Linked DNA regions of Mus musculus: region 1 is linked to region 2. A link is a contact called in public HiChIP or PLAC-seq data. All regions are on one chromosome and are shown on one strand. The core of a region is the stretch at or near the end of the contact, and the rest is flanking DNA. Distances in the headings are between cores, read along the strand shown.

Region 1 (7,068 bases), core at 464-2,963, 170 kb before region 2:
TGCACTCCGAGAAGGTGAAGGGGAAGAGCAGGAAGAGAGGCGAGAGGAGAAGGAGACCAAGATGTCTGTTTTATATAGGAAAGAGCTTGGGGAGGGGGAGCCCAGCCCCTGCCCCTGGGCTGGAAAGTTCAGGGTTGGGGGCAGGGTTTGCCAGGAAGGGGCCCGAGGGATGCTAGGAGAACCTGGACCCGTGTAAAGCATACCAAAGTGTGGAGGGGAGGACAAGGGGAGGAGGGGGAAGGATGGAGGGTACTGAGGAGGACTGGGGAGGGGGAGAACAGAGGAAAGGGGACAAGAAAGGAGCCGGGCAAGAAGGGAAATACGAGGAGGGACAGGATGAGAAGAGGAGAGGGGGAAAGGTGGATAAGAAGGAGCAGTTTTGAAATCCGACTGACTTGGTTGGATCAAACACTATTCCCCTGTCTTTAGGAAAGTCAAGTGACATCCCTAAGCTTACACACACACACACACACACGCACACACGCACACACAGGCCCCTTAAGGACCTGCGATGAGCACTGAAGGAATATCCTTGTAAAGGAAAGGCAGACCCTAGACCAGAGAAAGCTCAGTTCAGCGCGCAGCGGCTTCCGGTGGAGCTTGGAAGCGGAGCTGCGGAAGGATGCTGCTAAGCAAGGTGATTCTTCAGGCCAAAGAGGCCCAGGTCCAATGGGTGCCGGTTAAAAATGCAGCCCAGGGCCCACTGTAAGCTAGAGTCTATTCAGTGAGGCCTATGGCTAGCTGGGCCACAGATGTCCTGCTCACAGGTCCACCAAGTCCGCAGTCACAAACACACAGGGAAGTTCTTCAAAAGTGGCCCCTGGGTCAAGGGGAAATCGCTGTTCAGAAGTGACTCTGATGACCTCTTTGCTTGAGGGAGCAAACCTCCAGATTAGATCTGTGGTGGAAGGAGGGGGGAGGGGATGTCTATGTAGACCAAAGGTGTCGAATCCCATGGATCCCTGGGTGCTGGGACTCAAACTCAGTTCCTCTGCAGTTCCTTAGTTACCGAGCCATCTCTCTAGTCCCCTACCTAGGCTAGCAGCTCTCCTCATACCGAGGGGAGCAGAGGGCACTAGCTTGGGTGTGGAGATGCTGGGGGTAAAGAAGGAGATGCTGGTGTGCAACAACTCACCAGATTTTCTCAGGTTTGGCTCAGAAGGTAGGCTTAGATTCTCCACGGATCAGAGCTGCATTGGCGCGATGCGACCAGCAGGTGGCGCCAAGGGCGTAGGCGATTCAAAGCAGAAGCGTTTCCTTCAGTTGCTAGTCAGTAACTGACAAGTTATGAGGTGCAAAAACCTCTGAGATGTTCTCTTTATCCTCTAGCTCCAAGTCTGAGCACCACATTGGCAGGAGGGAAAAAGAGGAAGAGAACTGAAATATCCTCCTTGAGGAAACTATCGGATAAACAGGAGTTTGTGCCTGTACTCTGAGGATTTCTGTAGGTTCAAAACCCCAACCCTAGCAACCTAGCGAGTTCCAGGCCAGCCTGGGCTACAGAAGAAAACCTTGTCTAAAACAAAAAAACAAACAAACAAAACACCCCCCATCCGACCCCACCCCCAAAAGAAACAGAAACGAGGGGCCTGGCTTGGTCTGACCCAACCAAAGACCCAACCAACTACGGGATAGGCAAAGCCAAGCCTTTTATTATGCAAAGGTTTTGTTTGACCAGTGCAGGGTGCAGAACCAACCCTTAAACTAAGTGTGGCTTTTTCAAAGGTTGCACAATTAGCCCAAGAGCTCATATCGCACAAGGTCGAGAATCACCAGCCGCGATGCTTGTTTCCACATTTAAGTCATTTATATCCATCCCTCTTCATGACTCTGGAAATAGCCACATGAACCCTGAACACCTAAGGTGTTCTTAGTCTTGTTGTTTTGTTCTGTTTTTTTTTTTTTAAGTTGAGTATAATTGCAAGGGAAACTGTTTCTTGCCATAATAACTCTTCTCAAAACAGAAAAGAACAAAAACTAAATGCACTGGAGTTACAATTTGTTTCAGTCTGTTTGCCATTGAATTAATTACCTGACATTATCAGTGATGTTGTTTCCACACTGTAGGGCAAAGAGGAGCTTAGCTCTTCCGTAAGAGGAATTTAGGAATTCTAAATAAAAAGAAGGCAGAAGTGATGAGGAGGAAGAGGAGGTGAGGCAGAGAGAGAGAGAGAGAGACATTCTTTCTATCCTATCCATTGCAAAACAAAAGGAATCTTGGTGGTGACCTGGCAGCTCCGAGCTCAGCCTTCCTGCCACATGTGAACGCTTCAGGAAACATCAGTTATTTTTACTAGGAAGCTCAAGGGGAAGGGCGGAGACCCAGCTTCCTGTGAGACTGCCTGACCCTGGTGTCTTAGGCCAAGTATTCTAGCAACTTGAGGAGCCGCGTTCCTTACCACCCCACCCCACCCCAGCTGGTTGATTGCCTCTTCCACAGGCTCCCACCTCTTCCCTTGCTGTAGTGGAGGTGACCTGTGGCAGGAGCAGGAACAAGACAATGGGAAGGGACAAGGAGGTGCTAGTGACCCTTTACTAAACCACCTCGGGAGCCTATGTGCTTGAGGAGCCCTGGCCAATCAAGGTTCGGCCTCGGGAAAGCACACTTCACTCCCATCTTGGTTTCTCAGACAAAGAGGGGTCCAATGAAATTCTGCAGCAAATCCTACTGCAGGCTCCTCACAGCCCCAGACCCGGTACTGCTGCCGGGAGATGCTTCAGAGCTTTACCTCAGCACCTAGTCTCTTTTAACAACAGTTGGGGTTTGTTACCTGTCTCCTATGACCCAGGGATAGAGAAGGACTGTAGAGTCCCTTATCCTACAGGTCACAGGTCTCAGTCCTAAGGAACCAAGGAACCTCTGTCTCCTCAGGTCCACAGGGAAGTCCTGAATAGCACAATATGCCGTGCCTGTTCTTACTGTCACTTCCTAGTTGTGAGGGTTCCAAGTGAGGTACTTCATTGCTATAAGCCTCTATTTCTTTGTCTGTAAGATGGGTACAACCCCACCTTCTAAAAGTTGTTGGGGCCATGTGAGCTCACTCAGATAAAGTTGAAACTGTACAACAGTATTCTGGGTACTAGCATATACTCCAGCCCCTACCCCAGGCAGCTCCTCTTATGCAGAGGTATCTAGGGGAAAAAAAAAACTTGTATGTCTGTGCTCAGGGAACAAATTTTATGCATCTTCTGTTCTAGTTTACTTTCTATTACTGTGATAAAGGCTATGACTAAAAGTAAATTGGGAGGCTGAAGAGATGGCTTAGGGGTTAAGAGCACTGTCTGCTTATTCAGAGGTCCTGAGTTCAATCCCCAGCAACCACATGGTGGCTCACACCATCTATAGTGTGATCTGATGCCTCTTCTGGCATGAGGTGTACATGCAAATAGAATACTCATACATTAAATAAATAAATAAATAAATAAATAAATAAATAAATCTAAAAGCAAATTGGGAAGGAAATTACTTATCTCACCTTAGAACCCTTAAAACCCCAGGTCCTACTCCATCACTGAGAAAAGTCAGGGCAGGAGCTGAAAGCAAACGGACGGTAAGAACTGAAGTGGAGACCATGGAGGTCTGTTTACTACAGCACTCCTTGTGGTTGCTTGACCTGCTTTCTCGGACACCCCAGGACCACCTGCTCAGTGATGCCATGGCCTACATTCCAAAATAAAACAAAACAGCCTCTCTCATGTCAATCACCAATCAAGAAAACAACCCACAGACTTGCCTACAGGCCAAGCTGAAGGAAGCATTGTCTCAGTTGAAGTTCCCTCTTCCCACTGGCCTGAGTTAAGTTGTGTAAACAAACAAACAAACAAACAAACAAAATCGATCCCTCTCGGGGGCGAGAAGACATATGTGCACTGTCTACCCAGCAAAAGTCCCACATCAGAAAAGCTCTTCACATCTTCCAAGGGACTATGGAGTTTTCTGCCCTATATTACAGACATCGCTTTCTTTCTGCTCCCCTTCCAGGAAGATGTGTTCAGCCAGTGTCAGTACCTAGATCACAGGCTGCATGTGAAGTCTGCCATGTGAGGTAACTGGGATGGCTATTCTTGGTTGACCACATCTGGAATTAACTAAAAATCCAAGTGGCTGGGCACACCGGTGAGGGATATTTTTCTTAATTAAATCAATTGCAGTGGGAAGACCCATCCTAAATCCAGATTTTATTTGATTTTATTTATTATCTAAGGAGGGAAGGCCCATTTTAAATCTGGGCCAACCCTTCTGCTGGCAGACTATGTAAAAGACATGGGAAGAGAAACCTTTTGATCATTGCCTGCTTGTTCTTGCCTGTAAGTCCAGCCCTTCCCTGGCATTAGAGCCCTCTTCAGGATTCCAGTGCACGCTGAGGACCAGTGGAGACATCAGGATCCCGGACTGAACAGCTACTGGATTCTTAGACTTTCTGTTGGATGCCAGCCATCTTTGAATTAGCTGGAGCACAGCCTTAAGCCATTCTAGGTCCCTTTTTTCTATAGAGAGATTCATTCTATCACATCAGTTCCTCTAGGGAACCCTGACTAATTCAGTAGCCTACACCAAAGTCACAAATGTCTTCTCGCCCCCGAGAGAGATTGATTTTGTTTGTTTGTTTGTTTGTTTGCACAACTTAACTCAGGCCAGTGGGAAGAGGGAACTTCGACTGAGACAATGCTTCCTTCAGCTTGGCTATTGAGTTCTAAAACCATCTGTGACCAGCGAGGTGTTGGGCCTGACTACGGTTCTAATGCATCACTCCAGAAGCCTCCTCCATGTGACAGCATCTCTTTGTCCTCATCTCAGACATGCCTTCCTCTGCAAAGTAAAATTTATCAAGTGGACTTGATAGCATGTAATGCCAGTGTTTAAGAAGCTAAAGCAGGAGGCTTGTCATGAGTTTCATATTAGCCTGAGCTATGTAGTGAGTACCAGACTAGTTTGAATTACAGAGAGAAACTCTGTTTCAAAAACAAATCTTTAAACCAGACATGATGGTGCACACCTTTAATTCCACCACTCAAGGGTCAGAGGCAGGTGGATTACTGAGTCTGAAGTCAGTCTGGTCTACATAGCAAGTTCACAAGCCAGCTAGAGCTATACAGTGAGACCCTATCTCAAACAAAAAAAACCCACTAAATCAAAACAAACAAAAGGGAGCAAAACACGAATGTTGTAAACTACAGTGCTATCTGTCATTTTGTCATCAGTGTTGAAGATCGGTCATCTTGGTGTCATACAGAGGAACACAGGAGCAAATGAAACCAATTTTAACAAGGCAATTTCTCTTTTTGCAAAATAGGTTGCGCTAGAACTCCAGCTAGGCTAGTACACTCTCTCACTAAAATGGCTACATTTTTTATTCCTGCCAGGGTTGGTGACTGTCTCGTTCTATTGATGGGAGCCAGACTGTAAACCAAAGAAAAACAAAGAAAGTAACAAAGAAAGAAACAAAGGAAGAAACAAAGGAAGAAACAAAGGAAGAAACAAAGAAAGGTTTCTCATGGCTAGCACCTTCCAAACAAGAAGAGTGTCTACAAGGACACAGGCCCTTGCAGACCTATGATTTGGAGAAAACTTTATCAGTGACTGCGTCCACCCCCGGACAGCATCCAGGCATGCAGCTCTGGTCTCTGCCCACCTCTCAATACCCCTTGCTCTCCTTCCTCCCAGGCCCAGCTGCAGGTACAGACCTCTAGCTTCTCTTCAGACCCAGTGGAGCCATCAAAATCTTGCCTCCTCTGCCTCACAGTCCTCTCCAGATGTCCATCCTGTCTACCAGGAAGGTCCCTTTCCTGAACAAGAAAAGGGACCAGAAACAGGTGAGCACATAAAGTCAGACTTTACTAAATAACTGTAAATTTACAAGGAGCAGTGGCTTAAATGGCAGACACTTCCACCTACTTTAGTAATCCGTCTAAGTGAATGCTTAATTCCCAATATTAGCTTTCATTGCACACAGCACACAGCAAATACATCTATTTGTCTTTCTATGTGTTTATGTGGTTTGGAGAATGAATGAAAATTATACACACACACACACACACACACACACACACACACACACACACACGATCCCTAAAGTTGAGGATTCCCCACCCCCACCCCCACACCCAAAGTTCTCCTGGGGGCAATGGCAGAGTGTGGACTGCAGAATTCAACAGTTTCAGAAGTAAGCTGATAGAAACGCAAACAGAGTGTGTATTGATAGGCCAGCCAATGCAAACAAGCCAGAAGGAAGAAGCTGTTGCTGTGGATCCAGGCAGCAGGAGAAGCAGGCTTGGCAGTAAAGACAGCTTCAGCTGCAGGGACAAAGGGCATACCTGAGCTGCAGTAGGAACCCCAGCTCTGGGTCCAAATGACCAAGCAGGTAGTTGGTCAGGTGACAATTGCAGAAGGCCACAACAACAGTAGGGACCAAGCTAAGGTGAGGCCCCAGTGACAGTTTTCTGCCTGTCAGTCCTTGATGTACATCTGTTGTCAGATGACAGATTTGTGGGGCTGCTGTCGTCCTAACACTAGATACTGTACAGGGTTCGGGTGAGAGTTACACCGCCCTGGCTGGTGTCTGATAAGTTCACGGGCTTGGCTTCCCTAACGAGACTTGATTTGTGCCCATGTCCCCCTGCAATCTTAGCTCACCCTGATAACTGTAGAGGTGGTACCCTCTCTGCTCACAAGTCATTTATCAGTCTATGCTGTGTGAGTGGTGCCAGACAACACTGTTTGTGGGGCCGCCCTCAAAATGGAGTTAAAGGTTTACTTGTCAAATGGGCAAGGCCCAGCCTGAAAACTCACTGTTTGAACATAATATAAAATGAGTACACAGGGAGGAGGGAGGGTCCAGTGTGATCTCAGCAGTACTGACTGACTGAGCACTTCCTACTGTGAGAAGTAGCCTTTCTCTCAGGTCCCCATAGTTCCTGTGGGGGACAGCAGTTAGCAAGCCTTTAGTGGCCCCTCTCCTCTCCTGACACACCCTCCTCTCCTGGGAAGACTTAGATTTCTATGGGTGGGCTCCCCCCAAACGCTACTAAGTCACTTAGGATGGCAGACTTAGCCTCCTTCCTGTGGGA
Region 2 (6,439 bases), core at 117-2,616:
TCGGGGATCAATGAGCGATCCCTGCCTCGACAGACAAAACACCCCCAAACAAAAAACCTAGCAGTGGCTTTATACTCTGAAAATATTAAGACAAAATTAAAAGGTGTTAATACTATTTTTTTTCTGTTTAGTTTTTTGCCAAAGTGGGCTTGAGATGTACAATTTAGAAAGTCCAGGTTGTATTTCTGTTCTTAAAGATGTTCAGTGTAATCTAGTATTAAAGTAAGAGGAAAATTATTGAACACGATAAAGGTGGGCAAGTGGATGGGGTTGAAGTTGCTGAAAGTGGGTAAAAGCCATTTTATTGGAGCCCTCACTGCCTGCCAGGTTTTGGTTGTGTTGAAGGTTGTCCTAAGCATCATGTAATACCAGCTTAACCCTTTGAAGCTGCCCTGACACCGTCCAAGTTTGAGGTGCACAGGACTTTATGGGGCAAGGGTACTGTAGTGGCTATTCCTGGTTGTCAACTTGACTATATTTGGAATGAACTACAATCCAGAATTGGAAGGCTCACCAGTGACCCTTATCTGGAGGCTTGGAGATAGAAGTTTCTGATCTGGATCTTGGTATAGAGATCTTGAGCCATAGTGGCTATGGATTCCAGAAGATTAAATCTCCAAGTTTAAGGAACACACCTTTAATCTGGGCTACACCTTCTGCTGGAGACAACATAAGGACATTGGAAGAAGGGAGTCTCGCTCTTGCTCCTTCGCCTGCTTGCTGTGTGAGACTGAGTAACTGCTAGATCCATGGACTTCCATTCACAGCTACGACTGAACCATTGTTGGGAATTGGGCTGCCGACTGTAAGTCATCAATAAATTCTTTTACTATATAGAGACTATCCATAAGTTCTGTGACTCTAGAGAACCCTGACTAATACAGGTAATAAGGTTTGTTTAAAATCAAGGCAAGCTACTCTAGTTTAAAATGAGGCCAGTTAGGAAAGCTTTCCCAGAGTGGGATGAGGGTACCGGCTCAGTTTGGAGGGAGAAGTAAAGTTTTCCCTGTTCTGAGTGTGCTTACAATTCTCTGCATTGGAAGGGGGCGTTTGAAGTAGGTTGGCCCACAAGCAGCGGAGTTAGAATTGAGGAAAATGGTAGTTGAGGCCTGGAAGTATTGAGTTTGGGGGAGAGTGTTTTTCACTTCATGCAAACGAGAATTCTCAGGACAAAGACTTTGCCTGGCTGTGTACTTCCCTTCATCCCTGTATGTATGTTTCCTACCCTGAAGCCTTAAGAAAGCACTGAGATCGTGACCTCTGGAAACATATTCTACTAGACTCAACTGCTGCCAAGTGTACAGGCTTCAAGTTGCTGGTGGCGCCAGGCAGAGCAGCTCAGGTGGGCTGTAGGGTGGGGCTTAAGGCGAAGTCCGCCCTCTCTCTCTCGACTTGCCCTAGCGCCTGCCAGGTGTTGAAGACTAAGCAGCAGGACGCCAGAGCCGCCGGGCCGCTTCTGGGCTAAGTGGCTAAGTTAGTGGAGATCACTGGTTTAAGATCACGCAGCTTAGAAAGTTCATGGCAAGTGTTGTGTCTCCTGGGGACAAGCCACTGCTGAACTACTTTTAAGACTGAATGGAAGCGAGCAGCCTTCTGTGCTTAGGAGCCCGGGGCCCAGGAGGGGCTTCTGCAGGCTGGCCTTGGGGGTTGCAGGAACCTGAAGCCTCCATTCTCATGACCTGGAAGCCTGCACACTTTCTGCATTCCTGGAAGGGAGTCCTGCTCACATGCTTGCCAACGGTTGGGACCAGGACCAGGAAGAGGAAAGGTACCAACATAAAAACAACTGTTTCTAAGAGAGAAACCAGACCGTGTGAACCTGTGGATTCCGGTTTAGGCTGCACCGCTTTGTCTGGCTCTGTGAGGTCGGCAGTGAGGGTTCAGTGGAGCTACAGCAACCCCGATTTAAAGCAAGCTTCAGGGGTGTCACGACTTTGGCAGACTTGTCCTTGGTTTCTACTGTAGTCCTGCTTCGAGGTTGAGGCTTGTGGCTCAAGATGGAGCTGCATTCTTGGTAATGGTATAGGAGTTTTCTGTGCCTCTGACCACATTTTGTTGCTCATGCTCAGTAGAAATTAGTGTGCTTTCTACAGTGTTTGGAAGGTAATAAAAATGTTATAACATGAACCTGAACTTGTGCTGATAACTGCTAGAGATATTTTGCTAGATCTAGGCACTGGTCTAGTGTTTTTCTTATGATCTTGGCTATATTCTATTTAAATATACATTGAGGTCTTTGATGTAACCAGAGCTGTTTTTGAAGAAATAACTTTTCAAATTACTGTGTTCCTTTAAGTGAGTGAGCTACACTTAACACGGTGGAGGAGGTGGGAAGCCGACCACTTTGGTAATGCCAAACCCATTGTCTCACAAGTCACCTAAAATGGATAAGTCATCTGCATAAAGAATTTGCTCAGGTGGTAACTAGATTACAGAGTGCTCTTTTTATCGTGATGCCTGGATCACAGGGCTTCAGATGGTGAGAGCTAATTAATCTTCTATTCTTATATACCATGGGCATGAGCCTTGTGATGGAGGTTTTTTTACACTGTGTTGGAGAGGAAACCCAAGGCCGCAGGCAAGCTAAATATTTGTTAGTACTTTTTGCCCTTTGAACTTGAAAGTATTGCTTTAGTAACAAAAGAAGAAATGTAAACTTCCAGTGCTGCTCCTGGTTCCCTTATTGACAGTGTCTACTGTCTGCTGCAGCCTAGAACTCCAATTATCTTGACTTGGCTACATTTGTAACCACTGCTTTTGAAATGTTAAAACCTTTGCAGCAGAATGATTATAACTGGCAAGAAATGCTATATTTAGTGTCGTCTCAGGGGGTGCACTGTTAGGACACCGATTGATCTTTTGTCAATTTCTGAGACACATTATAACCTGCTGTATCCCACAGAGGCAGAGTCCGGGGAAAGGAGCATATTGTGCTTGGCCCTCACGATCTGGTCCTTTGTCCAGATGACTCAGAAGTCCTGTGGGTACTTAAGAGTGAAAGCTGCAGCCACATGAGGGAACCCACGGGCTCAGGGAGCTCTCTGCTCATCCCTCCCAGCGTTTGGTGTTCTGTGGGGTTCTCCACTTCTTATTCCTTCAACCTTGAGATGGGCACTGACTGATGGGAGACAAAAATGATACCTAGCTGACTTGAAAAAAAGGACTAGGTAGATAGCTGCAGGTAGATAACAGGATGGCAGCAATTCCTTTCCCTGTGATCATGTCTGAGCCCATTCCCACACCACACTTCTACTAACAATGTTATTCACTGCTGGGAGGAATTGAGCTGGCTCTGATGGTCTTTGGCGTATCAACTACATAGGACTAAAGCAATGGGTCCTGAAGCTATGATTAAACTCAGACTTGAGAAGAAATAGATGGAGGTGGAGACCAAATACATTTTATATTGTATTTAAGGTTTTCTTCTTTTAAAAAATATTTGTTTTCATTTTATGTGTATGGGTGCTTTGCCTGAATGTATATCTGCTCTTCATATGTTTGAGTGACCTGGATTCCTCTAATGACATGCCATTTGGGTGCTAGGATTTGAACCCTGGTCCTTGGAAGAACAACCAGTGTTTTTAACGCTAGGCCATCTCTCCAGCCTCCAGCCCTGTATTTATATTCTTTTCTTTCTTTCTTTCTTTTTTTTTCTTTCTTTTTTTTTTTTTTTGGGGGGATTAGTCCTGTCAGTCCAGCCTCAAACTCAGAAATCCATTTGCTTCTGCCTCCCAAATGTTGGGAGTTAAAGGTGCATGTGACCCTGCCCAGCTGTATTTAAGTTCTTAATACTGTTTTGTAGTTCTTTATTGTTTAGGATCTTTTTTTGAAACTGGGTCTTACTATGTAGTCCTGCCTGGTCTGAAACTGTATTCAGACCAGGCTGACCTCAAACTTCCCGATTCCACCTATTTGTGTGTCTGGAGTGCAGGGGTTAAAGGCGTGGCCACAATGCCCGGTGTGGTTCATATTCCATTCTGTGTAGTCCACCCATTTCCAGTGCTTTTAAGAACAGAAAGGTATTTTAAACATGCTATAGAACATTTTGGGAATATGGTTTACTCATTATATAACTCCAAAAAAAATTAACCTTTAGTTTGCAATTTTTATTTGTATGTGGTTTTAAAACAAAAAAATTCCTATATTTAACTTTATTCTTTTGTTTATGATACATCTTGTGATATGTTTTACAAGTATCTACGACATGTATATATACATATTTATAAATGTGTTATATTTGTAACTTTTTCTCCTGCTTCCTTTATTTTCTTGTTTTTCTTTACAGAGATGAGCCGCCAGACTGCTACAGCATTACCCACTGGCACCTCAAAGTGTCCACCATCCCAGAGGGTACCTGCCTTGACCGGCACAACTGCATCCAACAATGACTTGGCGAGTCTTTTTGAGTGTCCTGTCTGCTTTGACTATGTGTTGCCACCTATTCTTCAGTGTCAGAGTGGCCATCTTGTTTGTAGCAACTGTCGCCCCAAACTTACATGTTGTCCCACTTGCCGGGGCCCATTGGGATCCATTCGCAACTTGGCTATGGAGAAAGTGGCCAACTCAGTACTCTTCCCTTGTAAATATGCCTCTTCTGGATGTGAAATAACTCTGCCACACACCGAAAAGGCAGAGCACGAGGAGCTCTGTGAGTTCAGGCCTTACTCCTGCCCCTGCCCTGGTGCTTCCTGTAAGTGGCAAGGCTCCTTGGATGCCGTCATGCCCCACCTGATGCATCAGCACAAGTCCATTACCACCCTGCAAGGAGAAGATATAGTTTTCCTTGCTACAGACATTAACCTTCCTGGTGCTGTTGACTGGGTGATGATGCAGTCTTGTTTTGGCTTTCATTTCATGTTAGTCTTGGAGAAACAAGAAAAATATGATGGTCATCAGCAGTTCTTTGCAATTGTACAACTGATAGGAACACGCAAGCAAGCTGAAAATTTTGCATATCGACTTGAGCTAAATGGTCATAGGCGGCGATTGACTTGGGAAGCGACTCCTCGGTCTATTCATGAGGGAATTGCAACAGCCATTATGAATAGTGACTGCCTAGTGTTTGACACCAGCATTGCACAGCTTTTTGCAGAAAATGGCAATTTAGGCATCAATGTAACTATTTCCATGTGTTGAAACGGCAATCAAATATTTCTGGCCAGTGTTTAAAATTTGCATTTGACTTCACAGAGAATAAGGCACCCATCTGCTTGCCAACCTAAAACTTTCCTGGTAGGTAGAAGCTAGACATGAAGGTAAATAAAAAGAAAAGCTGTTAATACAGGAAACAGTTGCATGTAGTAACACTAATATATTTAAAAATAATTCAACAGTAAACCACTGAAAAAAATATATATACCCAAGATGGGCATCTTTTGTATTAAGAAAGGAAACATTGTAAAATATTTCTGAACTTTGTGTTTGTTGTAGATTGATTGTATTGTTGACAATTTTTTGGGGGTGTGTGTCTGTGCACGCATGCGTGCACGTGTGTGGTTGGTTTTCTTTTAACTGACAAGCCATCTGCGTGGTCATAGACCACTGTTTTCCCCTTGTGAGTCAACACATAGTGCTGCTGTGGGTTTGTTTTTGTTTTTCTGTTTTGTTTTTGTTTTTTGATGTGTGTATTTGCTAATTTTTATTCTAGTTTTTCATTAAATAAATTTGACTTTCTTTTCTGTAATTCAGGTTTTTCTCACTTTTGTACCTTTTAAGTTAGTGTCTTTTTGATATTCATAATTGCTTAATGTCAAAAGTTTGTGTTCAGTACATACTTTCTTTTCCTTCAATCAATTTATTAGAAATATTTTTAATTTAGCCCTTTTGTGAAAATAGGAATTCCAGAAAGGCAAGGTAGCAGAGCAGCAGTCAAGGCTGAAGTGAGTGCAGGATGCTCTTGTCTCTCTCGGTGACTGTCCCATGGAGCCACACGTCAGGTCAGGCTGACTCTTAGAAAGGGTAGGTTAGGGAGTAAACTCTGATTTATATAAATTTAAAAAAAAATCAGGCTTTTCCTCTCTTCAAATGTCTGGGGCAAATCACATGTTTTAATTGGTTCTTGTATTTATTGGTTTTGCAAAAGAGTGCAGCATCATACACAGTATTTGTAATTAAAGTAAATCATTTGTTTTTTTAAAAAGGCAGTTTGCAAAAAATGTTTTTGGTCTTTTATAATTCTCATTAAAAGATTATCTGGCAAATTAAAAAAATTTAATGTGTTTACTTTAGCTTTAGGTTTTTTGTTTTGTTTTGTTTTGTTTTTTTGTTTCCCTGGAGCTGAGGACTGAATGTAGGGCCGAGCACTTGCAAATGCTCTACCCATGAGCATATCCCCAACCCATAAGTTTGATAAAGTCCAAAGGCATTTTCCTGGCCCAGTGTGTATTTTAGAGCAGAACATGGGTATGCTACTGTTTGAAGTATGTTTTATTCTGAATCA

What was found. HiChIP or PLAC-seq counts read pairs in DNA pulled down with a chosen protein or histone mark.
Region 1: a contact with region 2 is called in an H3K27ac HiChIP or PLAC-seq map of embryonic stem cells, with 3 times the contacts expected there. The contact joins two enhancer-like sites. A contact is called at or near these places in 1 of 39 promoter capture datasets (cancer-associated fibroblasts), 5 of 15 datasets of contacts at CTCF or cohesin (CD8 T cells, the NIH/3T3 cell line, embryonic stem cells and 2 more), 80 of 484 Hi-C or Micro-C datasets (the AML12 cell line, B cells, the C10 cell line and 38 more), 14 of 115 datasets of contacts at active chromatin or transcription factors (the 230-238 cell line, bone marrow-derived dendritic cells, embryonic stem cells and 3 more) and 1 of 9 other capture datasets (liver).

Annotation. Positions count from the first base shown.
Region 1 is chr8:86,897,451-86,904,518 of GRCm38.p6, reverse strand. No RefSeq gene overlaps it. Among named protein-coding and RNA genes, the nearest start is that of N4bp1, 16 kb to the right of the region's middle. Within about 2 kb of position 1,713, at least 44 of the 459 cell types and tissues checked have an H3K27ac peak or open chromatin away from gene starts, as enhancers often do. A contact at or near this core is called in differentiating embryonic stem cells, embryonic stem cells and memory CD8 T cells, where this site is marked.
Region 2 is chr8:86,723,703-86,730,141 of GRCm38.p6, reverse strand. It overlaps Siah1a (siah E3 ubiquitin protein ligase 1A), which reads left to right. Exons shown (of 2, transcript NM_009172.2): 2 at 4,286-6,209. The coding sequence starts at 4,288. The coding sequence ends at 5,136. Among named protein-coding and RNA genes, the nearest start is that of Gm10638, 19 kb to the left of the region's middle. Within about 2 kb of position 1,366, at least 80 of the 459 cell types and tissues checked have an H3K27ac peak or open chromatin away from gene starts, as enhancers often do. A contact at or near this core is called in differentiating embryonic stem cells, embryonic stem cells and memory CD8 T cells, where this site is marked.